Linked DNA regions of Mus musculus: regions 2, 3 and 4 are each linked to region 1. Evidence: chromatin contacts called from public HiChIP or PLAC-seq, Micro-C and promoter capture Hi-C data. All regions are on one chromosome and are shown on one strand. The core of a region is the stretch at or near the end of the contact, and the rest is flanking DNA. Distances in the headings are between cores, read along the strand shown.

The links. Promoter capture Hi-C pulls out the DNA fragments that hold promoters and counts their contacts. A called contact is a pair of places that touch in the nucleus more often than the background predicts. HiChIP or PLAC-seq counts read pairs in DNA pulled down with a chosen protein or histone mark.
Region 2: a promoter capture Hi-C map of trophoblast stem cells shows a contact between it and region 1, with 2.9 times the contacts expected there. The contact joins the enhancer-like site here to the promoter of Kcnh2 in region 1. A contact is called at or near these places in 9 of 39 promoter capture datasets (the 3T3-L1 cell line, the C10 cell line, the HPC-7 cell line and 5 more), 1 of 484 Hi-C or Micro-C datasets (embryonic stem cells) and 1 of 115 datasets of contacts at active chromatin or transcription factors (pancreatic cancer cells).
Region 3: an H3K4me3 HiChIP or PLAC-seq map of embryonic stem cells shows a contact between it and region 1, with 21 read pairs. The contact joins the enhancer-like site here to the promoter of Kcnh2 in region 1. A contact is called at or near these places in 6 of 39 promoter capture datasets (the C10 cell line, HPC-7-derived erythroid cells and embryonic stem cells), 3 of 484 Hi-C or Micro-C datasets (the G1E-ER4 cell line and embryonic stem cells), 2 of 115 datasets of contacts at active chromatin or transcription factors (T-cell acute lymphoblastic leukemia and embryonic stem cells) and 1 of 9 other capture datasets (embryonic stem cells).
Region 4: a contact with region 1 is called in a Micro-C map of embryonic stem cells, with 2.7 times the contacts expected there. The contact joins the promoter of Rheb here to the promoter of Kcnh2 in region 1. A contact is called at or near these places in 2 of 484 Hi-C or Micro-C datasets (CD4 T cells and embryonic stem cells) and 3 of 115 datasets of contacts at active chromatin or transcription factors (the 230-238 cell line, memory CD8 T cells and pancreatic cancer cells).

Annotation. Positions count from the first base shown.
Region 1 is chr5:24,348,847-24,354,579 of GRCm38.p6, reverse strand. It overlaps Kcnh2 (potassium voltage-gated channel, subfamily H (eag-related), member 2), which reads left to right and starts at 2,976. Exons shown (of 15, transcript NM_013569.2): 1 at 2,976-3,372. The coding sequence starts at 3,297.
Region 2 is chr5:23,870,898-23,876,475 of GRCm38.p6, reverse strand. It overlaps the pseudogene Gm9534. Among named protein-coding and RNA genes, the nearest start is that of Gm42228, 21 kb to the right of the region's middle. Within about 2 kb of position 1,910, at least 62 of the 459 cell types and tissues checked have an H3K27ac peak or open chromatin away from gene starts, as enhancers often do. A contact at or near this core is called in trophoblast stem cells, where this site is marked.
Region 3 is chr5:24,075,959-24,081,065 of GRCm38.p6, reverse strand. No RefSeq gene overlaps it. Among named protein-coding and RNA genes, the nearest start is that of Klhl7, 22 kb to the left of the region's middle. Within about 2 kb of position 3,540, at least 62 of the 459 cell types and tissues checked have an H3K27ac peak or open chromatin away from gene starts, as enhancers often do.
Region 4 is chr5:24,838,126-24,843,858 of GRCm38.p6, reverse strand. Rheb (Ras homolog enriched in brain) reads left to right here and starts at 1,498. Exons shown (of 8, transcript NM_053075.3): 1 at 1,498-1,674. The coding sequence starts at 1,623.

The DNA of each region.
Region 1 (5,733 bases), core at 1,727-4,226:
GTGTCTGGCTTCGTGATATAGGCTTGAAGTGCCCCCATCCTCTGTTGGTTAACCTCCCTCCTTCTCCTCCCTCTCACTTTTCTTCCTCTCAATAGGTCCTAAGTACCTGTTCCTGGGGTGAGGAGTGGGGGGCAGATTGCCCCTTGCTTGTCTCCTCTAACTCCAGTTCATATCCAAAACCACCACTATTCTGAAAACCCAGTTTTACAGAAAAAGTTCCCTATAATTTCCAAAATTCATTTGCTGTTGAAATGGGGGAATGCTGTTGTTCTTCCTCCCCTGGGGTTTCCAAAGCATCCATCCTCCATCAACTGTCTGTCAGTTCCCGTCTGTTTGTGTCACTGACTCTCCTGGGTCTGGTTTTAGCTGTGTATCTCTGCTGGCCTGGTCCTCTGGGGACTCCAGCAAGGGTAGCTTCCATTTCTTTCCTTCTCGTGGAGGTCCTCTTCTCCCCAGGCTGAGCAGGAGCAGAGCAGGGTGGGTAGGAGGTCCTCCGCAGACTTTTCTCCCTAAACATCTCTTTCTGGGAGCTCAGGCAGCCTCTCCCTTCCCTCCATCACAGGCAGGGTGGGGGAGAGCTCTGCTGTGGGATGACCCTTGGGGCCTGCTGTGGGGGTGGGGCAGAGTGTGGTTGCTCTGGAGATTAGGTTTGTCTGCACCTGGAATTGGGAGGTTGGGACAAGATAGACCAGAGGGTCTTCTATATAAGGTGGTCTCTTAATGCCTGGTACCAGAACCCCAGAAATGCCTTGAGGAGAGCTTGTCTGCAAGCCAGCCTTCAGGAACCCTCTGAGCTTCCTAAGAAGTAAGAATCTGCCATTGGCTTTGACACACACCTTTCTCTAAGTGTTGCTTGTTGCTGCTGCTGGTGGTAGTGGTGTGTGTGTGTGTGTGTGTGTGTGTGTGTGTGTGTGTGTGTGTAGGAGAGAGGAGAGAGAGAGCTTTCTTTAGCAAGCAAGCAGCTCTTAGGAGAGTTACTGTGTATCTGGTTTCTCCTTTTACTGGCAGATAATGGGCCTCGGTGACCTTGTGTTTTCCCTCTGGGATAGTAAGACCAAAAGACTTCCTCAGCAAGTGGCTCCCAGTGGTAAGGACTGCTGGCCAGTCAGACGAGGAGTCCCCTCCTTTTGGGACCAATCTTTCCTGAAGCCTCGGTCTAGAAGGAGGCCATAGAGGTTTCTTCCTTTGGATCTTGCTCTCCGTGCCCACTCTCACTTTTTCTCACTTTCAGTCCCCAGGCTTAGAAAGGAGGACTCTTCACTCACACAGGCCGGGTGTTCCGGGGCCAGAGCAGCCATGAGCCCAGAGGCGCTGAGGCCTCTCAGGCTAAGTTACAAGTTGGGCATCCTGTGTGTATGAGGAAGACGCTGTTGGTGGAAAGGGTCTGAGGGATGACTGTGCAGGCAGGAGTCTCTGGACTTTTTTAGCATCAGCTGGTGGAGCCACCTCCTTCTCTCCCACCGGCTGCCTCCCTGAGTCACTGCCCACCCACTAGCAAATAAAAAAGAGTGTCACCTCCTGGCCAGGGGCCCTGTTTGGCCTTAGTGTTTTCAGGATTTTGCTCCTGGAGTAAGAGTAAGGTAAGAGTCTGGCTGGCGTGGTCTCATGGCGACCTTTCTTGCGCCGTCCGTCGCCCCCTCTCCCCCATCCAATGAAGGTTCCCGCTGGTGACAAGACCCAGCCCCTTGCTGCAAGGACAGAGGCAGCTGCAAGCCCTCAGGAACCCCCACATGGCCCCATCCATCTAGACAGGCCTCTGATCCGGGTTGCAGGCAGGGGAGGGGATTCAAGGCCGCCTCAACTCCAGCTGCCTGGCTCCTCCCCACAGCAGGCCTGCTCAGCTGTCAACACTCGCCTCTCGGCCTTGCCCTGCCCCAGGCGTCGCTGAGCTGCTCAAATCAAGGACACCTCAGCCGCCCGAAGCCCCCTACTCAGGCCCCAACAGGCGGTGGGCAGGCAGTGGGCAGGCGGCTGGTGGACACCCTGCCTGCCCTTGAGCATCCTCAGACCTCTTTGCCTAAATAAGGGAGCTGCTGCTGGAGCGAGCCAGCTGGCAGGGGGAGGGGCCCAAGGCAAGGCCAGGGTTTTCCGAGGGGGCTGGGCCGCCCGGGCCGCCTCGGGGGGCCCCAAGCCCTCCTATTGGGCCTATGAGGTTCCTTCAGCAGAGGGAGGGAAGGCCTCTAGCTCACGGGGATCCCCTGGCTGGGACCTCGCACTCAAGGAAGGGCCTCGCTTTGCTCTTACAGCTAAAAGGCCGCAACTGCTGTCGGTCTCTTTGTACGTGTCATCCATGGAGAGATTCGAATAACCACCGAGAGGTTATAACTCCCTGGAGACAGGGGAGGCGTGCCTCTCTTACGGCTCACCCACCCTTGTCTCAAAATTTTACAGCTTCCACATTCCCTGTTCTTCCCATTTTCTGGCTGTCCCCTGGTCCTAGGGCGGCTCATCTCAGAGCCTAGGCCTCACTCAACCCCGTCACCCACAGCACATTCCGACATCGAGCTGTGGGTACTCAGCCTGCCCTAGGCGCAGCAGGGAAGCAGGAGATAAAGGGTTGGTCCTGTCCCCATCAAATCGGGTTTCTCAGTCCTGAGTCTGGGAGGGGGCGATATGCCCTTCTCCCTGGTCACCTCCAAACCGACCATCGCACCTGTCCTCACCGTTCCCCTACTTAAAGGTCCCTTCCCCCTCTCGGCGGAGCGCGAGTCCCGGGGGCGCGGTAGCGGAGCGAGGGGTTGGGACTCCGGGAGCGCTCGGCGCGGCTCAGCCAATAAGAAGGGCGGGCGCTCGGGGTGGCGGGGAGAGGGCGGTGCTGCCGGCGCGCGGCGACAGGAGGGGGCCGGGAGGCGGGGGCCGGAGCCGGAGGGGCGCGCGCCGCATTAACCCTTCAGCCGCCGGACCAAGCCGCAGGCGCTGCCCGAGCCGCGGGCGCTGGAGCGGCTGTCGGCGCGGCGGCGGCGGGCAGGCGTGAGCCGGGAGCCCGGCGCTGGAGCGGGCGGAGCGCGGCGCGGGGACGAGGTGCAGCCGGGCCCGTGGCACCACCAGCCCGGGTCGACAGACAGGTGTGCCGGCGCCGCAGCTCCAGCAGCTTCAGGCCCGGCCCAGGGTCCGGAGCCGGCAGCCACTAAGCAGAGCGGGAATCCCGCGCCCTCGGTCCAGTTCCGGCCCCGCCCGCACTCAGCTTGGCCGCGGGGTGCGGAGACCACGGCCCGGCCAGGCCACCCGAAGCCTAGTGCTGGGCCGGGCCGGGCCAGGGTGGGTGGGGGCCCGCCCGGCCCGCCCATGGGCTCAGGATGCCGGTGCGGAGGGGCCACGTCGCGCCGCAGAACACCTTCCTCGACACCATCATCCGCAAGTTTGAGGGCCAGAGTGAGTGGGGGAGGGGGCAAGGCGGGGAGGGGGTCTGGGGGGGTGGGTCCAGTTCTGCTGAGTGTGGCTGGGGGGGCGTGCCCGGGCCGTGTGCAGTGCAAAAATGTGAGTCAGTAGGGGCTGGTGGGCCCTGAGACTTACGCCAGGAGCCAAGGGGACAAGGCTTGGTGCCAGGGACCACTGGCATAGGACCAAGGGGCCTAGTGTTGCAGCTAGGGGTCGGAGAGTGAGTATGACACCAGGAATGTGCAGGAAAGGGAGGTGGGATGAGATGTGTAGGTGTTTCCAACTCTAAATGTCCAGAGTTGATGAGATTGTGTGTGTGTGCTGTCCTAAGACTGTTTATGACCTAAGCTGTTGGTCCCTAAAAGTACACTGCGCGTTCCAGTCTTGGCTGTGTTGTATGTGACAGACTAAAACTAGAGGTGTAGGATTAGTGACCAAATCTGCTCTTGAGTGTGTGACAAGTATATGGTCAAATCCCTGTGTCACTAATGAATTCGAGTCTGCATGGGCCGTGGAGAGGCGTCTCCGGCAAGTCCCCAAGATTGTGGGCCCTGTGCTGAGAGGCTGCTGCACACCTGAAGCTGGCTTTGGGGCGAACAGGCTGGCCATGGAGTTCCAGTGTGGTGGACTTTCCTGCTGGGGATGGTACCCCAAGCCCCTTTGGGTTTGGGTGACTACAACTCCCCTTATTCGGACCTGGCAAGGGAGACTTCCAGAAATGTGTCCTAGGCTAGGTGAATGTTTGGTGTTGGTGTGCCTGTCCTCAAGGCTGCATGTGCCACAGAGTGTGTGACTGCAAAGGGCCCCTGGAGCAGGAGGGTGACATTCCTTGCCTGTGACCCTGTGCACACAGGACAATGTGTGCTTTACTGTGTTGGGAGGGAGGGCTCAGTTGGATGGGCAGCATTGTCCCTAGACAGAGAACAGGATGATCCCGAAGAGGTGGTGCAGGCCTAAGGGCAGGGGGCAGGCCCTTGCTCGGGCTTTCTTTTCCTACCAGTTAGGTAGGCAGGGGCAGAATCTGAGAAGATCTTGGACTGGGTCCTAGAGGCTTGGCTTCTGGCCCCGCCTCTGCCACTGACTGCCAGATGACCTTGAGTGACTCTTCCTACTCAAAGCCTCAGTTTCCACATTTGTGAACAAGGTGATAAACTACAGGGCTTGTGAGGTCTCGCCAGGATCTGTATTTTAGGCCTTCAGTCAAGTGGTGGGGTAGAGTGGGACTTGCCTTCAAAGGAACTTTGTTCTCTTCTCCTAGTCTGGGGGGGGGGGGCTCACTTTTCTCCTGTGGGTGGTGGGTACTCTGGACACCTTAGGCTCAGTAGGAGTGGAGACAGAGTTAGAAGGCCTTTTCATAGGACAAGAAACTCGGACCTGGGGTTGATGCTTGCTTGGGAGTTCCAAAAGGCCTTGGGAACTGACCTAAAGATGACCCAACGCTCAAAAGTAACTTCTTGGAGGGCAGAAGTTGGGAGGCTGGAACCTGGTAGGCTGGCCTTGCTGCAGGGAGCCCTGCTGTAGCCAGCTGCCTGGGGTTTGCAGGACTGTGCAGGGCTGCAGCCTGAAGACTGCATAGCGAGGAGGGAAGGAAACAGGTTCAACTTCAATTGCACACCCCAGCTTTAAAGGCCAAAGTGGACAGACAGAGTTTCTGTTTATAGAAGGTACCTATCCCTCGAACTCTGATACAAAAGTGAGATGCCCTGAGGCTGCCCGACTTGCTGTTCATCCACTTGCCTGGCCTTTAGCTCAAGTGTGGAGTGGATGAGCCAAGTCTAGCTGAAGTGGGTCTATTGGACTCCATTTGATGGGGTCACCAAGGAAAGCTTCATATCCCTAGAGGTGGTAATCTTTCCCAGGTCTGGTTTCCACAAGTGGGCTGGTGTCTTGGCCTGACCTCTGGGTTTGTGAAGCTGCAGGTAGTTTTCCTTCTATAAACAGTTTTCTGTATGACCTTGAACTTGTGCCTGTGACCCCCAGCTGTCCTTCTGCCAGACGAGATTCAAAAGCTGGATTCACTGTGAATGAGCTGCTAGACTGGGGCGTTGAGATGAACTTCTCTTGAGCCCCAGTTTCTTCATCCATAAAATGACTATACTAACAGCTACCTTGCTGCGTTGTCTAAGTCTGCAAGTTCACGCCCTCATCCTCTGGTTTACCTATTCCTCAGCTTCTGGCTGCCTGTGGGTAGGATTCGGAAATCATAGTGGCCGTGATGGGAGGGAGTCTAACGGTATTCGAGGGACTGATTTTCTAGGAAGAGTTCCTTATCAAGAGGAAGAAGCCAGAGGAGCTGGTGCAAAGGGGAGGCTGGCCGCCATCTCCTGTCCTTCCCAGGCTCCCTTTCCAGGCTGT
Region 2 (5,578 bases), core at 661-3,160, 480 kb after region 1:
CAGCCTCTTCTTCCCTCCCTTGGTAGGCGGCCTGCTATGCAATGGTGATTACCCTAGCAGCTATGGCAAAGCTGGCTGGCAGTGCTCTTACCATCACCATCCACAGGGACTGGATTGTGAGCCTCACAGGGGACAACACAGATCAGCTGTGGACAGTGCCACCCTCACCAGTGCAATGGGCAGAGGAATAGAGGTGACAAGCCATTAAGGGCTACAGGAAAAGCAATATTGTAGTCTGTAGAAGAAAGGGATTTGGAGCCAAACAGGTCTAGAATTGAATTCAGCTGAAACCTGATATCTTTTACCAGCTTCATGTCCTGGGGCAGTGGGCTTAACCTCTTGGAACTCAACTTTCCTCATCTGTAGCATGGGGCAAATACACAGGCATGCATGCTGGCACATGTGTCCATCTACACACTCACTCTCAGCTCACTTTGGGAAAGGAAGGATTTCGTGAAATCCAGTTTTTTAAAGTTCCGCATAGAAGGAATGCCCAAGAAATGACCACCTCTGCTGTCCCCTAATACACAGGTAGACCGTGGTTCTGGAGGGAAGATTTTCATTTACCGACATTCTGGAGCCGTTTTAGGCCCAGACAAGCGAATGAAAAGATTTCTAAATTCTTGCCAGTGATAACTTCCTACATTCTCCACAAAATATTACCCTCCAGCGTGACCTTTGATTATTGCTGATGGTGGTGGTAGAAATTAGCGTTCTAATAAAGCGGTGAGTGCAGCAGGATGCTCTGACAGTGGGATGATCTGACAGCTTGTCTTTTGCCTCCATTTACAAAGCGTGCATGGCTCCTGATGCAATGTGTTCTAATTGCCAACTTAGAGCTGAACACTTCAGGCTACCCTATACTTGAGCAGTTGTAGTGCCTGTGAGTTGATGGCCAAGATAAAGGAAGCTATTAAGGAGTCTAAAATACTCGCCTTGCAGACTGGAACCCCTTATCATGCTTTCTATCTAAACAGTTCTTATTTAGATGTACTGCAGCTTCAACAACATCATCCAGAATAAGAAAAGCCGCATGAGACTTCAGTGTGTCCTCTGCTTGGGGTCAAGAAAACTTTCCTTCTCTCTGTTAACTTCTTTTAAAGGACTTCAGGGTAAATTTTTTGGCTCAAGTTTATTACAGGTTTGAAAATAAATTTGGGGATCTTTTCTTCAATGGTGGTAGAAGCCATAAGCTTTGGAGTCAGACGGCCTGGATTTTGAGGCTTGGCTCCATCATGTTCTTCCTCTGCAATCCTGAGAAAGCAGTTTCCCTCTGTGTGCCTCAGTTTTCTAGTTTGTAAAACGGAAGCACCATTAGCTTCTTAGAATTGTAAGAGTTAAATGAGATGAATGAGGTTGGTGACTATTCGCCTGACACAGTAAGAATTCTTCCCATTCACCTCTTCCCCCACCTCTCCTACCCCCCCCCATCTTCCTTCCCATGTCACTGTGCTGGCGACAAATCGGTGACCATCACTGTTATCAGCACTGCAAGGACTGTAGGTGACCTACTCTCTCTCTCTCACTTTACTAATCTGATCACTCACATCCACTACAGCTGCCTTTGCAGCTGTCACCCAGGTTGAAAGGGCCATTGCTAGTCTGCAGACAAACCTGCTGTCCACATCACTGACACTCAGGACAAGCCCAGGGAGCACACGGTGTCAAGGTCAGCAGAAAAGGCAGCATCCGTCCACTAAGTCTCAGTGTTTCCCCCTCCCCCTTGCAGAGAAGGACACAGCAGTGAGGCAGCTGGACCAGCCCATTGGCCCCTGTGACCTGAGCCAGGTGACAACACGGGCATCTCATGTGACTGGGTGTGGTTTCATTCTCAGATGGAACTTGGTTTCACTTCTTGTAGAGGTTCTATTTCTGTACAGGGTTTATCAACTAGTTCCCCTGTTGGCTGTAAAAACCCCAGCAGTGCACAGCGGGGTGCTTCCTAGAGAGGCAGCAAGCCTTCTTTGGAGGCTGCACACCCAAGGCAATGCAAACTCAGCGAGGTCTCTCATTTTGTTTACTCTTCCTATGTTGGTGTTTCGTTTATTATTTCCAGGCCATGTGTCTAACCACATCTTAATATTCTGTCTGCGAGTGTACATACAAACAGTGGGCTGCAGCTGAGTTCATATGGCTTGACCACATTTCAGGGGGCAGGCAGGGTAACTTGGTACAGTTAAATGGATTATTAAAACTTCAGGGACTCCATCTGAGAAGGGCAAGGGCAAGCAGCATGCCCATGGGACCTGCATAGCCTATCCTACCATCTTGGGAGACGAATTACTCCTTCCCATCTTGTAAATTCCTCCCCCAAAACCTCTAAAAACTTAAGAGAGGCAAATGTGTCAAGGAGGATGGGCCACTCTTTGGTCACGATAATAGAGTGGATCCCTGCAGCATTTGTTTCAAAATTATAAATTCCCTATGTATATGGGGAAGAACAGGGGTGGGAACGCTGCCAGTAGACATGACGTCATTCCCAAGTAAGAGCCATCTTCACCTATTGACAATGTTGCTCATCTCCCTGATTAATTCAGTTTCTTCTTATGGGCTTATGATTAGTATTCACTTTTCTCAATTTATTTTTCAGATAAAGACCACTAGATTAGCCGGGCAGTGGTGGCGCACACCTTTAATCCCAGCACTTGGGAGGCAGAGGCAGGTGGATTTCTGAGTTCGAGGCCAACCTGGTCTACAAAGTGAGTTCCAGGATAGCCAGGGCTATACAGAGAAACCCTGTCTTGAAAAGCCCAAAAAAAAAAAAAAAACAAACAACAACAACAAAACACTAGATCAACTTTATGAACAAGATGAAAGATCAATATGTAGAGGTGTGTATTCAGATGATAAATGGACAGAGGAATACATAAGTGGTAGCTCAATAGAAAGGGTATGCCCACTCCATGTTTTGCCTATGTGAACTTTCAAAGTTACTTTATTTCATATTCTCTGCCTCTCTGCAAAGTAAGAACAATTACAGAACTAATTTCATCAGGATACTGTGAGATTTCAGTAGGGTACTGTACACAAAGCCTGCTTTTATCCCCTCCCATACAATAAGACTGAAGCCAATGTTCTCTGTATTTCCACCATTGTTGTTTGGTTGTCATCTTTGTTTCTAGTAGCCTGGCAGTACATCCATTTGTATAATAAGCAGCTCCTACCTCTTGCCCCCTGTGCCTCACCTTCCTTCAGAGCTCTACTTGGCTCCTCAGGACTTTGCAGGACTTGTCTTCCCTGTGCTGAGTACCTCTGAAATAGTTGTGTATTTCTAATCCACCTCCACAAGCATCTAGTTTTTTAGAAAGAGTAACCAGTAAGTACCTGTGACGATTTCCAGGAGCTCACATTTTGAGCAAGTGGCAATTTGGTCTTCGTGCTTTCTGAACTAGCCCCTTCTCTTTCCCTTTCCTCTGTGCCTTAGCTTGGTTCTTTCCTGAGCCTATCTTAAGACAAGATTCTAGGGTGAAAATTAATCTGTTTGCAATGTGATCCAGACATCGAGGAAAAGAAAGGGAAGTGGGACAGGAAACGAGAGCAGGGTGGGGGAGATGTCGATAAAGGGAATGGCATGAATATGACTGTAGGGAGAGTGGGAAATCTTCAGGGACTGTATCATGTACTCAGGACTGTCTCACTGAAGGCCAGGAAGATACGGGTATTCGTCCAACAACTCCTGGAACTCATGAGTCAGATTTGTTCCCTAGGGTCTTACAATACCACTGACATTCCAGAACTGTAGCAAATCCCAGATCCCTGAGGAAGGAAAGATAGAGGTACACACACAAACCATTCAACATGGAAGCAGAGGAGTCTACCATGAACAACCGAGGGATATGGTTGAAGCTTATCTGGATTTTATTTTAGGTGAAACAGAGTTTGGGAAAGCTATGAATAGATTCATCCACAAATCCAGAACCCTGGAAAGACCAAAGGGACACAATTCCAGCCTTGAAGAACAGCAGGCCACAACCAAAGGGTTTCTCCACTGCCTGTAAGACACACATAGACTGCTCTACACACACTGGGAGGGATGGGAAGCGTACTGCCGACAGACTGTTGTCCTAGCTGGTAAGGTCTGGCTTTCCTCTACGTGACAGTTCTGGGGTTTGACTGCATTGCCATGGTATATGCTGACACCCAGGGCATTGGAAACTCCTTGCTTAGCATCCTCCAGCCCTTTCAGCTGTGTGGCCTAGTGGGAACAATTCCCTTTATCTGGCTTTGGAAGCATTATGGCTTGGTCACCAGAGGAATCACTGCCAGTTGGCTCCACGTAGGGAAACTGACACTCTATGTGTTTTGTGGTTTTGCTCTCCTTTTGATGCGGCTACCTTTTTCCTCCCATTAAACAAGAACTCCCCTTCAAACCATGAGTTGCTAAAAGATGACCAGGCACATGTTTATTACCTTTGGAAGGAACCTAAACTAACCCAAGTACAGTCCTGTTTGATGGCCAACAGGATCCTGAGCAGCCTGAGTCTTACATCTCTATTATCTTGCTCTTCTCAGGTGTGATCTTGGTGGGTCACATGGGGTATGGGGTTCTAGAGCCTGTGGTGTTGATAAGTGATCTTAGAAGCATTGGTCTCCCCACTGAACTACTGTATATATTTTCAGCACCATTCATAAAACAAAAACAAAAACAAAACAACAACAACAACAACAAAAAATTATGTTATGTGTGAAGACAGGCTTGAAGAATAAAAGCTTTAAGATTTGGGGAAATGGAGGCACCACAGTTATTTCCTGGAATGTCAGGAAGGTTTGTGCTGTAGACACCATCTACAGGAACACTGTTGGGGAACCCTAGGGGCTTTTTCCAGTCCCACACCCTCCTTATAGCTTTCCCCCTCCCACCTGGGGTCTAGGCTGGGCCAAGTTCCATTCTCCACCCATAAGAACATTCCTGAGTAAAAAAATCTCAGAATGTGCTGACTGATAGTCACCTGACCCTCTGGAAAGTCCCAGGTAGAGTTCAAATGTGTGTCACGCTTGCTAGCCAATAGATTTAAAGGTCAATATGCTTAGTCAATAAGTTTGAACTGTAACCTTGCTGATGTAACCTGTGCCCCTAGAAAGTATAAAACCTGCCTGTAATAGCCATTCGGGGTGGCCTTCTCATCACTCTCCTCAAGGGACTGATTGAGGGCTGACCCCAACACTCCTGAAAATAAACCTCTTGCTTTTGCATAGATCTGTGTCAGTGTCTCACTCAGGGGCATCTTGAAGTAAGTATCACTGACTGAGGGTCAGGGTCTTACACTGTATTTCCACTGAACCCTTCTCTGTAGAACAGGGATGAGGTTAGACAAGAGATGGTAAGGACATGGGGAAGAGGTCAGAGTACCCCTTCACCCAGAGATGTGGGTGGGGTGAATAACCATGAGTCTCCTCTTCCCTGCACAGCTGTTAACTGCCCTTGGGTATCACATCATGCCTTTCATACCTAGCAGTAAGAACATACCTGTTTTTGTTGGGGTGTTTATTAAAATGAAAATAACTAAACTTCCGTCCTTTGATGCCTGACAGCCCTAAAATGTCACCATAGATCAATGGTGATGATGACCAATTAACA
Region 3 (5,107 bases), core at 2,291-4,790, 270 kb after region 1:
TCAACTTCCTGCTCTTTGGCTCTCCAGAGAGACAGCAACACTCCAGACGCTTAAACCGTGTGATGTTTTCCCGCTTCTGGCAAGTGCTCCGCATGGCAACAATGTTGTAGCATCTTTCTCCACAGACTGTTCAGTGTCACATTCTCAGATGCTTGAGGTGACTTCCAGCTTTACAGCTACAGCCCCATTTAGGCTTTTATCAGTTACAAATTGGCAGCCAAGTAAACTCTGGAAACCTAGTTACAATATCATGAGGAGAGGTGGGTAAACCATGACTCCTAGGATTCACCATGTCCCCCACTCAACTGCTCTTTCTAGAACTAACTTCTCCAAACTTCTCTTTGAAAAGAAGCTAGTATCTCACATACCACAACTGCTACAACTGCATGCAAAGTTGTAACATGTGTGTTCCCAGAGTCTGATGTCCAGACTCTACGCGACTTTTAGGACTTGGGATGTGTGAAATCTGTTTTGAATGTTTGGCGACACCCTTGGCTTACCAGATAACTCTGGATTATGTTTTGTTCAGGCAGAATGGCCATTCCCTCTTTAGACGTCTTTGCAACCAGTATGAGTCAGAACTGTCCATTTTTCCAAGATTAATAGCAATCTTGGTGGCAGGGCCAAGGGGACTCTGTCTGTGAGGCAAATAGTAGATATTCAGTAAAAGATATAGGCATATGAATAAATTATAAATTCTTTGTAGTGCTTTTCTAGCATTGAAATGTGATTGTTGATGCAAAATAGAGTTTTCACTTTAAAAAGCATAAGAGAGAGCTTATTCTGAGCCATACATAATTGCTCACAAACAAGGCACACCTTTAATTCCAGCCCTCAACATAGCACTTGGGAGGCAGAGGCAAGAGATCTCGAATTTGGGGGCAGCCTAGCTACAGAGAAAGTTCAGGATGGCCAGAGCTACACAGAAAAACTGCCTTGAAGCAAACGAACACCAAACAAACATGCACCAACTGATCACGACCCCAGAAATGACCTTAGGCTGCTCGGCGTAACGGATTCCAGCACAGAAGTGGTAACATGGATTTTTTTTTTTCTGTCACAGAAGAAATTGTGAGGCATTTGCTTAATGCATTGTTGGGGAGTGCTAGAAAAGGAAGGTTAAGGAAAAGTGGAGAAAACCCAGCTCTGGGTCTTAGATACTGTTTAATAGCATTGCAAATTTTAGGGTTGGTGGAACCCAGTGGTTTGCAAAGAATACATATCTAAGATTTTTACCTAAGAACCAAAGGATGTTAGAGAGGCAACAAAAAATGGACCTAAGACCATTTGTCTCTGGACCATCAACATCCTCATCTTCAGGCCACTCAGCCTTTTGGAAGAACAATTTCCTCTCTTTAGAGACAGCATGAACTCTTTAATGAGAAGCAATGACTAGAGCACACCATTGTTCGAGACTCACTTGACATTGGTGGCTGCTTGCTTCAGACAAGGGAGGAGGAAGCCATTCTTCAAGGCTGAAGTAAAAAATTCTCAGTTATGGGCAGTGGTGTTTGTCTGGACTGAATGTTCCCATGGGCTTGCTGTCTTGTTCAAAGTATTGAAGGAGTGCACATAAACAGAGCAGCAATGGATGGTAAGACAAAGCTGGGGTGGGAAGCCCTCAGCTCCCTGAGCTAGGGCGCCCAAGAACACCTGCTTATTGCTAGGGGTTTCCCTTTGTGAATCCCCAAGAAATGGGAGATGGAGTGTGGGTAGTTTTCCGTTTTGATTGACAGGCATGGGTATATAATCTGTTGTTCACTGTGTAAAGTTCTTTGCCGTGATGCATCTGATTTTAACCATATGCATATGGAGTCCTGCAAAGGCATAAGATAGTAAGTAGATGAATTTCTCTTGATGTTCACTCAGAGGACATGGTTTGCCTTGTGTGTGTGCACCCCAAACCAGTGCAGGCTGGATTGGCACACTGCCCCTCCTTCCTAGATATGTTCCAGGATGCATTTGGCCACAAATGAGGAGATACCAAGAGGTTGCTAGGCAGCTCTAGGAATGACCAGATTGCTTTGTTTGGAGAGCGATGTGCATGCGGCTGGATCCTTGTAAGTACCACTCTCAGGTTGCTAAGTGCTTTGCTAGGAGAGGTGTGTTTGCCTGCGTACCTCAAGCCAAATGGCGTCCCAGTTGCTAAGTTAGCACTGTGCCTGCCTACCTAAGTCTCATAAAGTACATATGAATAGTAAGTATATTTGTATTGATAATCTGGGCATTGTCTGATTATAACATAATAGTTATAGCATACCTACTGTCTGTGCATATGTGTGTACGTTCACATGCATGTGTCTGTGCACATGTAAAAGAGAGCACTATCTTAGGTATTTGCGCCTGTTTGAGAAACAGTCTAGGGATTTTAGAGATCATGTAAGTTCTACACTCAGGCCAGTGACCACCATGAGAGGAATCCCTCTTTGGTGCCCTCTGTCTGTCTTACAGGAGAACTGGGAGGATGCCTGAGCCCTCTAACTCAGATGACTCTGTGTTCATGCTAATCAGAACCTGCAGATCCAAAGATCCAGTACTAGTCATCATTTTTTTTTGTTTTTAATTTAAATTTAATTTTTATTTTTTAGTTCCCTGGGTAGCACGGGATGCAATCTTGTGTCTACAAAAACTGCAGCTAAGGAGAAGGGGAAAAAACAAAACAAAACAAAACAAAAAACAATTTTAGAATCTAGTGATACCTGATTTCCATCAGAAGGAAAAGCTCACAGTGGGAAAATTTTGCCTCTTGCTTTAGAGAAAGCCCTGGGGACTGTAATAACGATTCCAGTGTCCTTAGAGACCACAGACATCTCTGTCACTGCCAAATGGGAAGTTAAAATTAATATTTTATGTATCACATAAAACCAAAAATCTAGTTCAAACCCAGAGGACTAGAGATTATTTGCTTATGGTCTGTACCTTGTTCCCACGCTGTGTCTCATCTGTGTTCTGACCTTTCCCCTTTCTGTTTATACAAAAACATACACAGGAGTAAGGAAACGAATTGGAATTCAAACAAACTGTGTTTATAGTTCTCCCCAAACTCGATCTCTCTCTCTCTCTCTGTTAAGGTGCCTATTTAACTAAAACTATTTGCTAAAACGGACCTGGTCTCTCCAGGTTCTCCCAGCATCCCTCAGTCCCTACCTGTTATAGTCCCTGCCCTCTGTTCTCTCGCGCTCTCCCTCTCCCTCCTTTCTTCCCTCCCTCCTTTCTTTCCTCTCCTCCCTCCCTCCCTCCCTCCCTCCCTCCCTCCCTCCCTCCCTCCCTCCCTCCCTCCCTCCCTCCCTCCCTCCCTCCCTCCCTCCCTTGTCCCCCTCTCTCTTTCCCCTTTCATTTCGCTGGCGGAGAACGCCTTTTGTTTAAACAATAAGCATATTAAAGTCGTAGAGGCGAGTGAAACCTCAGATTACGTGAAATGTAGGGCACTGATATTTAACATGCTTGGGAAAATCATCGTAGCTCAGCCTTTCAAGAGACCGTTTCCAGCTCCAGGATTTGTCCAGAGGCCCTGGCTTCTGGTGCTCACACCCAGCCCCAAGGCTGTGCGGCTTGTCTCCACTAGAAGGAGCTTTACGCCTTAGATAACAGCAATTTTCAAGACAGGAGACAGGGGAAAAATAATGCGTTGTAAAATAGCCTTTGCTTTCTACTACTGGAAAACAAGGACCCCATGCCTGGACAACGACGACGACGACAACAACAACAACAATGGGGGTGGGGGTGGGGTTACAAGTACAGCGCCCCCACCCCCACCCCCGCCCCTAACCTGCCAATTTGTATGTAGAGGTCAGAGGACAAAGGACAACCTCAGGTTATCAGGCCTCCCCTTCCACCTTGTTGGAGAAGAATCTCTTGTTGTTTGGTGCTATGTCCACCAGCCTAGCTGCCCCCTGAGCTGCTAGGAGTTTTCCTTTTCCACCTCCTGACTCACAGGAGAAGCACTTGGACTGCAGATACACACACCCTTAAGTAGGTTCTGAGAATCAAACTCAGGACCTCATGTGGTAAGGCAAACTTCTTGTCCCCTGAAGGATTGAAATCCTAGAAAACAGGGATTCTTGATATGTGCTTGAGGGTGAGCGCTGAAAGGGCCGTGGGACCAGATTAAAGGAGTTCCCACGCAAGGTTTTGACAGTTAATAATGAAGTGACTGTGGGTTATTTGTTTGTTTGTTTGACTGGTTTTCTCAGACGGGGTTTCTCTGCGTAGCCCCGGCTGTACTGGAACTTGCTCTGTACACCAGGCTGGCCTCAAACACAGAGCTCTGCCTTCCTCTGCCTCCTGAGTGCCGGGATCAAAGACATGGGTCACCACACCCAGCTGTGACTTCCTTATTAAGTTCCTAAGGTTAATGAAAAGGAAAAAGTTACGCATAAAAATGTAAGTATAAGAATGTAAGAATGAAGAACAACAGATTTTTCTCTTAACGATGTTTGCAGTTAGGAATTAAGACAGAAATTTCTTTCCAATTAATTGCATGTCTAACTAAAGAGTAATTTAAAAAGGATTATTATAACCATATGACTTCTTATGTAAGTATAAAATCAATGTGGAAGATTTTATTTAACTAATTAGTGAAAAAATAGTGATTCATTAGAATTTTATGAAAGAGAGAGAAAGACATGTTGAAATGAATTTATAAATAGGTGCAAAATACATCTTTTCAAAAGACAATAATCAATTGCATTCCACTGGCAATTTGTATTTCTACACAGAAGAATCATTTGTAATATTATTAGTTCATTAAAATTTAACCAAGTTGTAAAATATTTCAAGTAAAACATTGAAAAGTGTGCCAGACAAGACTGCCAAAAATCTTAAGAATTTCATTTTTTACCTTTTCCTTTCTGACTTCCTTCCTTCCTTTAGTGTGTGTGTGTGTGTGTGTGTGTGTGTGTGTGTGCTCACATCACACCATCACACATATGTGATGGCATAGCTCACATATAGAGGCCAGCAGGCAACTTGCAGGAATAAATTCTGTGTGTTCTGGGGATCAAACTCAAGTTGCCATGTATATAAATTGGCAGCTGAGCCATCTCTCTGGCCAACCTTTTCTTAAAGTTCATATTCCCTCTTTGGTTGAAATCCTTTGGCAGAGCAG
Region 4 (5,733 bases), core at 249-2,748, 490 kb before region 1:
AAGGGGAAGGCAGTTATGGCTCAGTTCTCTGAGAACTTGAGTTCATCTTGGGTCCAATCCCAAGCACCGAATAAACATGGTTTGGAAGTCGGTAATCCTAGCATTTGGACAGAGAAAAGAGAATTGAAAGATCAAGGTAGCAGAACAGCACTTAATCCCAGCACCTCGGAGGCAGTGACAGGTGGATCTCTAAGAATTCCAGGCCAGCCTGGACTACGTGAGACCCTATAAAAATAAGTCTATTGTGAAGGGCAAAAAATTAAGGACAAGTGTGCTGTTCTCTCTTGGCACCTTTATTTCCAGGCCTAGCCTTTAGTTTGGACTTCGATGAACTAGGCCTAGGGTCTAGCTTTCCACCCTGTTCTTCAATATGAGGATATCTCAACTCCTCTAGTTCTCTGGAAACAAGAGCTTTCTGCCTGTACGACTGTTGTAGAAAATATGACAGCCTTCCCTTTTCAGGCATGGCCCGCCCACACCAGACAGCTAAGCCTCCTCCTTTTCCTCGGCGTTTTTGACAATGGCTGACTTTCACGTTTCTCCAGAAATAACCTCTCGAGTGTTCAGTATGAAAAGACGCACTGATCTGGCTGCAGGACTCCCACGCGCGCGCCTGTCTGTGCGAGGTGCGTGCCACCCGGCGTGTTGCCCGAGTCGGCACCAGGACTGGTCAGCTCGCGCTGCTTTTAATGGAATTTCTGACATTTGCGAGCTGCACAGATTTCATTCTTCCCACAGTTCCTCAGCCACGAATAAAGCTTAGTCACCACCCACGTTAAGCCCAGACTAAAGCTAACATAGCAGGACGGTAATTTGAAGTATAGACAAGTGCGAAGCGAGGTGTCAGCCAACCTACAGTCCGTCAGCTAGGGCCACGCGCCTCGCTCCTTTTAAGGGCCGGCAGGCGCAAGTCGGCCAACGGCTCAGCACTTCACCAATCACCGTGCTTCACGCCTCTGGTTCCGCCCCCGCACCCACATTAGCCAATCACTGAGGAGTTGCCTGCCCGCCCGCCCACCCGCCGGTAGGGCCACGCTTTTGGACCACGCAGGCGCCCCGCCGAGCAAAAGCAGACAGAATTTATTTTTAGCTCCCCGCTGAGCGGCACCTCTCCTTGGCTCCACCCTTCCAATCCCCAATAGAAGACGGAGTTTCCATTGCGTCATCGCGCGGCAGTCTGGGAGCCGTCCAGTCAGAGCTCGGGCAGGATTGTCGTAATTAAAAAGCGGCGGAAGTAGGTGGGAGGGTCATGACGCAGCGAGTTTCGGTCGTGACTTTTCCGGGGGCTTTGGGGCGTCTCCGCTTTTTCCCTTTAAAGTAAAACGTTTCCCCGACGCTCCCCCGCGCGTTCCGGGCTGGGAGGCGGCGGCGGGAGGCGGCGCAGACGGGGCCGCGCGCGGTCACGTGGGTGTGTTGTTGGGGGAGGGCCCGCGCGTTCGGTTCCGGGCGGTTGAGCGAGCTAGAGAAGGAGCGAGCGAGCGAGCGAGCGAGAGGCAGCCGCGCCCGCCGCCGTGCTCTGTATGCCGCGTTCTCCCGGCGCAGCCGCCGCCGATAGTCTGAGCCGGAGGAGCCGCCGCCGCCGCGGTTAATGTGGTTGGGTCGGGGCTGAGCAGGCCACCAAGATGCCTCAGTCCAAGTCCCGGAAGATCGCCATCCTGGGCTACCGGTCTGTGGGTGAGTGGCGGCCCGGGCGATGTCGGGGCTGAGCCCCAGGACGCGGACGCGCCTGCGAAGTTTGTGGCGGCGCGGCCATGTGGCGGGCGGGCGGGCGGCGCGCGTTTCATAACCTCCATTTTGAGTGGAGGCGGCGGCGCCTTCCCCTGTCCCCAGGCGCGGCGGACAGGTGGCGGGGCGGCAGGCCGAGGCGGCCGCGTCCTTCCCTCGGCGTAGGAGCCGCGGGCCACTGCCCGGGAGTCTTGCGGCCCGGAGCAGCCTAGTCGGATCCCCGCATCTGTCCCGCCTTCTCTAAGCACGGTCTGTCCCCACCCGTTTCCCCAATCCCACAAGCCCCGGGCATTTCAACAAAGGAAACCTCTCCTTGTGACCTTTCCATCTGCAAAGAAGTTAAGCCTTTTAAAGAAAACAGGGAAACTTCAAGACGTTTGGCTACCAAGTTTTCCGCCTCCAAGAAACCTAGACTGGACCCCTCACAGGCCAGCTAGGTAGCATCTGGCAGCCAGCACAGGGAAGAGGAGAAAGACGTCTCTAATGTGTCCTATTTTTCTTTTCCCCTTTGAGGAGAAACAAGGCCAGGCACTTGGAACCAGGCTGTTAAAGTAATTCAAAAGCCCGTTTGTTTTCCTAACACCACCACCAAGCGATTGACATACATTTAAAGTTGTTCCTAGTAATCACCTTTTTGCCGAATAGAGGTGGTCCTGGGTGGGGTGGGGAGGGAACGCGGTGTCCAGACAGTAGTATTCAGTCCATCGTGTGATACAGGACATTTGAACTTAACCACGCTGCAGGGTGAGGCTTTATTGTTTTTGACCGACCGGAACAGGGGACTGTCACGTTCATCTTTAGTGCTGTTTGAAAGATGTAACTGTCTCCAGAAAATGTGCGTTTGACAGGGACCACTGAGGAGTGGAGAGTCTGGCAGTAGAACACCTTCCCCACTGGATGGGCTCCTGCTAGGCGGTTCATTCTGCGTTCTCACCCTGCTTTCCACTGCTGGTGCCCGGCTCTGTGCTCTTTGACCAAGATCAGTCAGGGCCTGCTTACTTTTCACCTTCTCTCCTCAAGAACTGGAGAAACTCCTTAGGAAGGGAATGGAAGATCGGAGACAGTGTGACAGATGGGAGTGCCTAGAGTGGAAAGGTGACACGTGCATAGTGCAGTGCTGAGGTGTTCATAGTAGGAAAGAGTAGGTGACTGCTTTAACAATTGCAACCCTAGAGTTAACAGGCACAAAATTACGGTGAATCCATTCACACCAAGATAGAACTCCTGATGTAACCAGTGTTGGTTGTCTGAGTCACCATACTGTTTTCTGAATTCCCTCCAAATTTGGAGAATGAGACCATGATGTAACTTGGCTGTTGATTGAGTACCCTCTAATCAGATAACTAATTGAAGATAGTAATCTTGAATGCAAGGCATAAATAAGTCACAAGTATCAGGGTTACCTGTTTTCAATGCAAGAGAATATTCTACCAGTCTGGATTTTATTGTAATTTTTGAAATGGCAATGGGTTTAAATAAGTGTAGTGTTATGTCTCCTTTGCTAAGAACTTCTGTCAATAGAAAACCATCCTGATTTTTTTAGGCAAGGTCTTATGTAACCCGGGTAGTCCTCGACTCACTGTATAGCCTAGACTGGTTTTCCTGGGAAAGCCCCACTAGAGCCAGGATAGATGTGTCTGGCTACTCCTATCCTTCTCACAAACATTCACTCTGGGCTGCTGGTTGTAAGTGTAGTGCTAGCCCGGGGAGGAACACAGGATTGTAGACCTGTATGCAATGCCCTTGGTGTGTTGCAGCCTGTATTCTCTATACTTGTTTTCAAGTGTAATGCCTAAAGTAAGATACTACATTATTGCTAATGTTGCATTTAACTTTAGTTTGCTTTCATATGAAGGACATATTTTCTAGTTTCTGGATTCTTTGTAGAGGAGTAGTTGGTCTTTTCAGCATGTACTAGCCACTCTTCTGGGAATTGACCACTTATTAGAACTTAGAGATGTGTGTGGTGGCAGACTATAGAAATTTCACTGTTTCTAGATGTGGTGTGGTGGGGATTGGCAGCCATGTCCTTTTTTACTGTTTTCTTGCGTAAATGCTGTTTTCTGTTCTGACTAGACTGCTGGGCATTGTTACTTGATGATGCCACAGACTTTTAAGTTTGCCTTCAGCAAAAACTGAAATGTAATTTTTTTTTTCATTATTAGGCTTTCAAGTCAGTAAAATTTCCTTCTGCAGTATTTTCCTGATACTTGCAGTAGGGAAGTTTTATGGACATGTCACCTGTAATTCAGTCTGGCTTTTATGGAGGTCCTTTTTGTTAATTTTGGTGGTGGCCATATGTAGCAGTTTCCTCATGGTGCGTTGTTGTTACTACAGCTGAGTCCTTAGTGAGGACTCCTCCAGTCAAAACTGTCAAAAAAGTAAACTGTCTTGCGTCTGGTAGTCTCTCTGGAATATCTTCCAGAGTGTTGGTAATCTAGTTTGTCATTAGATCATCTTTCCAAAAGCTTATTTGTTGTGTGTATTCCTTGTATTGCTAAGAGGGACGAGATCACAGGGATGTGGAAGTTTATAAAATGAAATGGTTGTGGTTTGGTGAGTGGCAGTTCAGCAAGAGTAGATGAGTCAGCCGGGCATGGTGGTGCACACCTTTAATCCCAGCACTTGGGAGGCAGAGGCAAGTGGATTTCTGAGTTCGAGGACAGCCAGGGCTACACAGAGAAACCCTGTCTCGAAAAAGAGTAGATGAGTTAGACCTTGTCAGAACACAGCTGATGCTGTTGGATTCTTCCTAGGGAAAGGTTGGTACCTGACGTGATTGACTGTTCCCCGTAGAATATAATCACAATGGATTCTGACCCATTCAATTATCTGTCCCCGTAGAACATAATCACATTGGATTCTGAACCAATCAATTATCTGTCCTTTTCTAACATAATTTGTTTGAGAAATGTGGTGAGGGATAGGATGATAGCTTAGTGAGTAGGGTACTTTCTGTTTAACTGTGAGGACCTGAGTTCCAGTCCCCAGAACCCATGTGAAGTTGTACAAGACAGTGTGGTGGTGGGGACAGACTGGAGAACTGGGGCTTACTAGCCACCTGCCTGTCTAGAAAATGGAGATCTTGCCTTTCAGGTTGAGAGACCCTGTCTCAAGGGAATCAAGTGGAGAGTGACAGAAAATCTGACATCTCTTTCTGACCGCTCTGCTCACACACACCTGTACACATGTGGTTATACCACACTCCAAAGAAGTTTAGTGTGTGTGTGTGTGTGTGTGTGTGTGTGTGTGTGTGTTTTTAAGAAATTGTGGTTTAGCCGGGCAGTGGTGGTGCATGCTTTTAATCCCAGCTCTTGCAAGGCAGAGGCAGGCAGATTTCTGAGTTCGAGGCCAAGCCTGGTCTACAAAGTGATTTCCAGGACAGCCAGGACTACATAGAGAAACCCTGTCTCCAAAAACCAAAAAAGAAAAGAAAGAAAAATCGTGGTGTAAACATGTACTTCTTTACTAGTGTATGAGATTAATGTATGCTTAGTAGTGTGTGCTATGTATGTACATCCGCAGAGTGGTTCAGTGGTGGCTAATTTTGTGAAGCCTTATCAGTCCTGTTCATTCTCCTGTATAAGAGAATAAGCAGAGCTTACTGTGACTTTAAAATATGGAATGCGTCTCTCTATGGTTACAATCTTAGTACAAGTGCTGCTGAAGTGAACATTCATTATTTTATGGATTTGCTAGAGAAGATCATATACATCAGGCATGTGGAGGTCAGAGGACAGCTTTTGGAAATGGATTCTTTCCTTCCACCACATGGGTTCTAGGGACCCAATTTTGATGTCATGTGTACCGAAAAGAAAACCTGTGCTCATAGCAGTTAGTTGTCACCACTTAGACCCTGGCAACCATTATTTGCCTTCTGTTTTTATTGATTTACTTACTCTGAACATTTCATGTAAAGGCATCATACCTTGTTCCTGTTTGTGGCTGAATTAATGTTTCATTAATGTGAGTTTATACTACATTTTCCTCATAGATAAATGAGTTGTT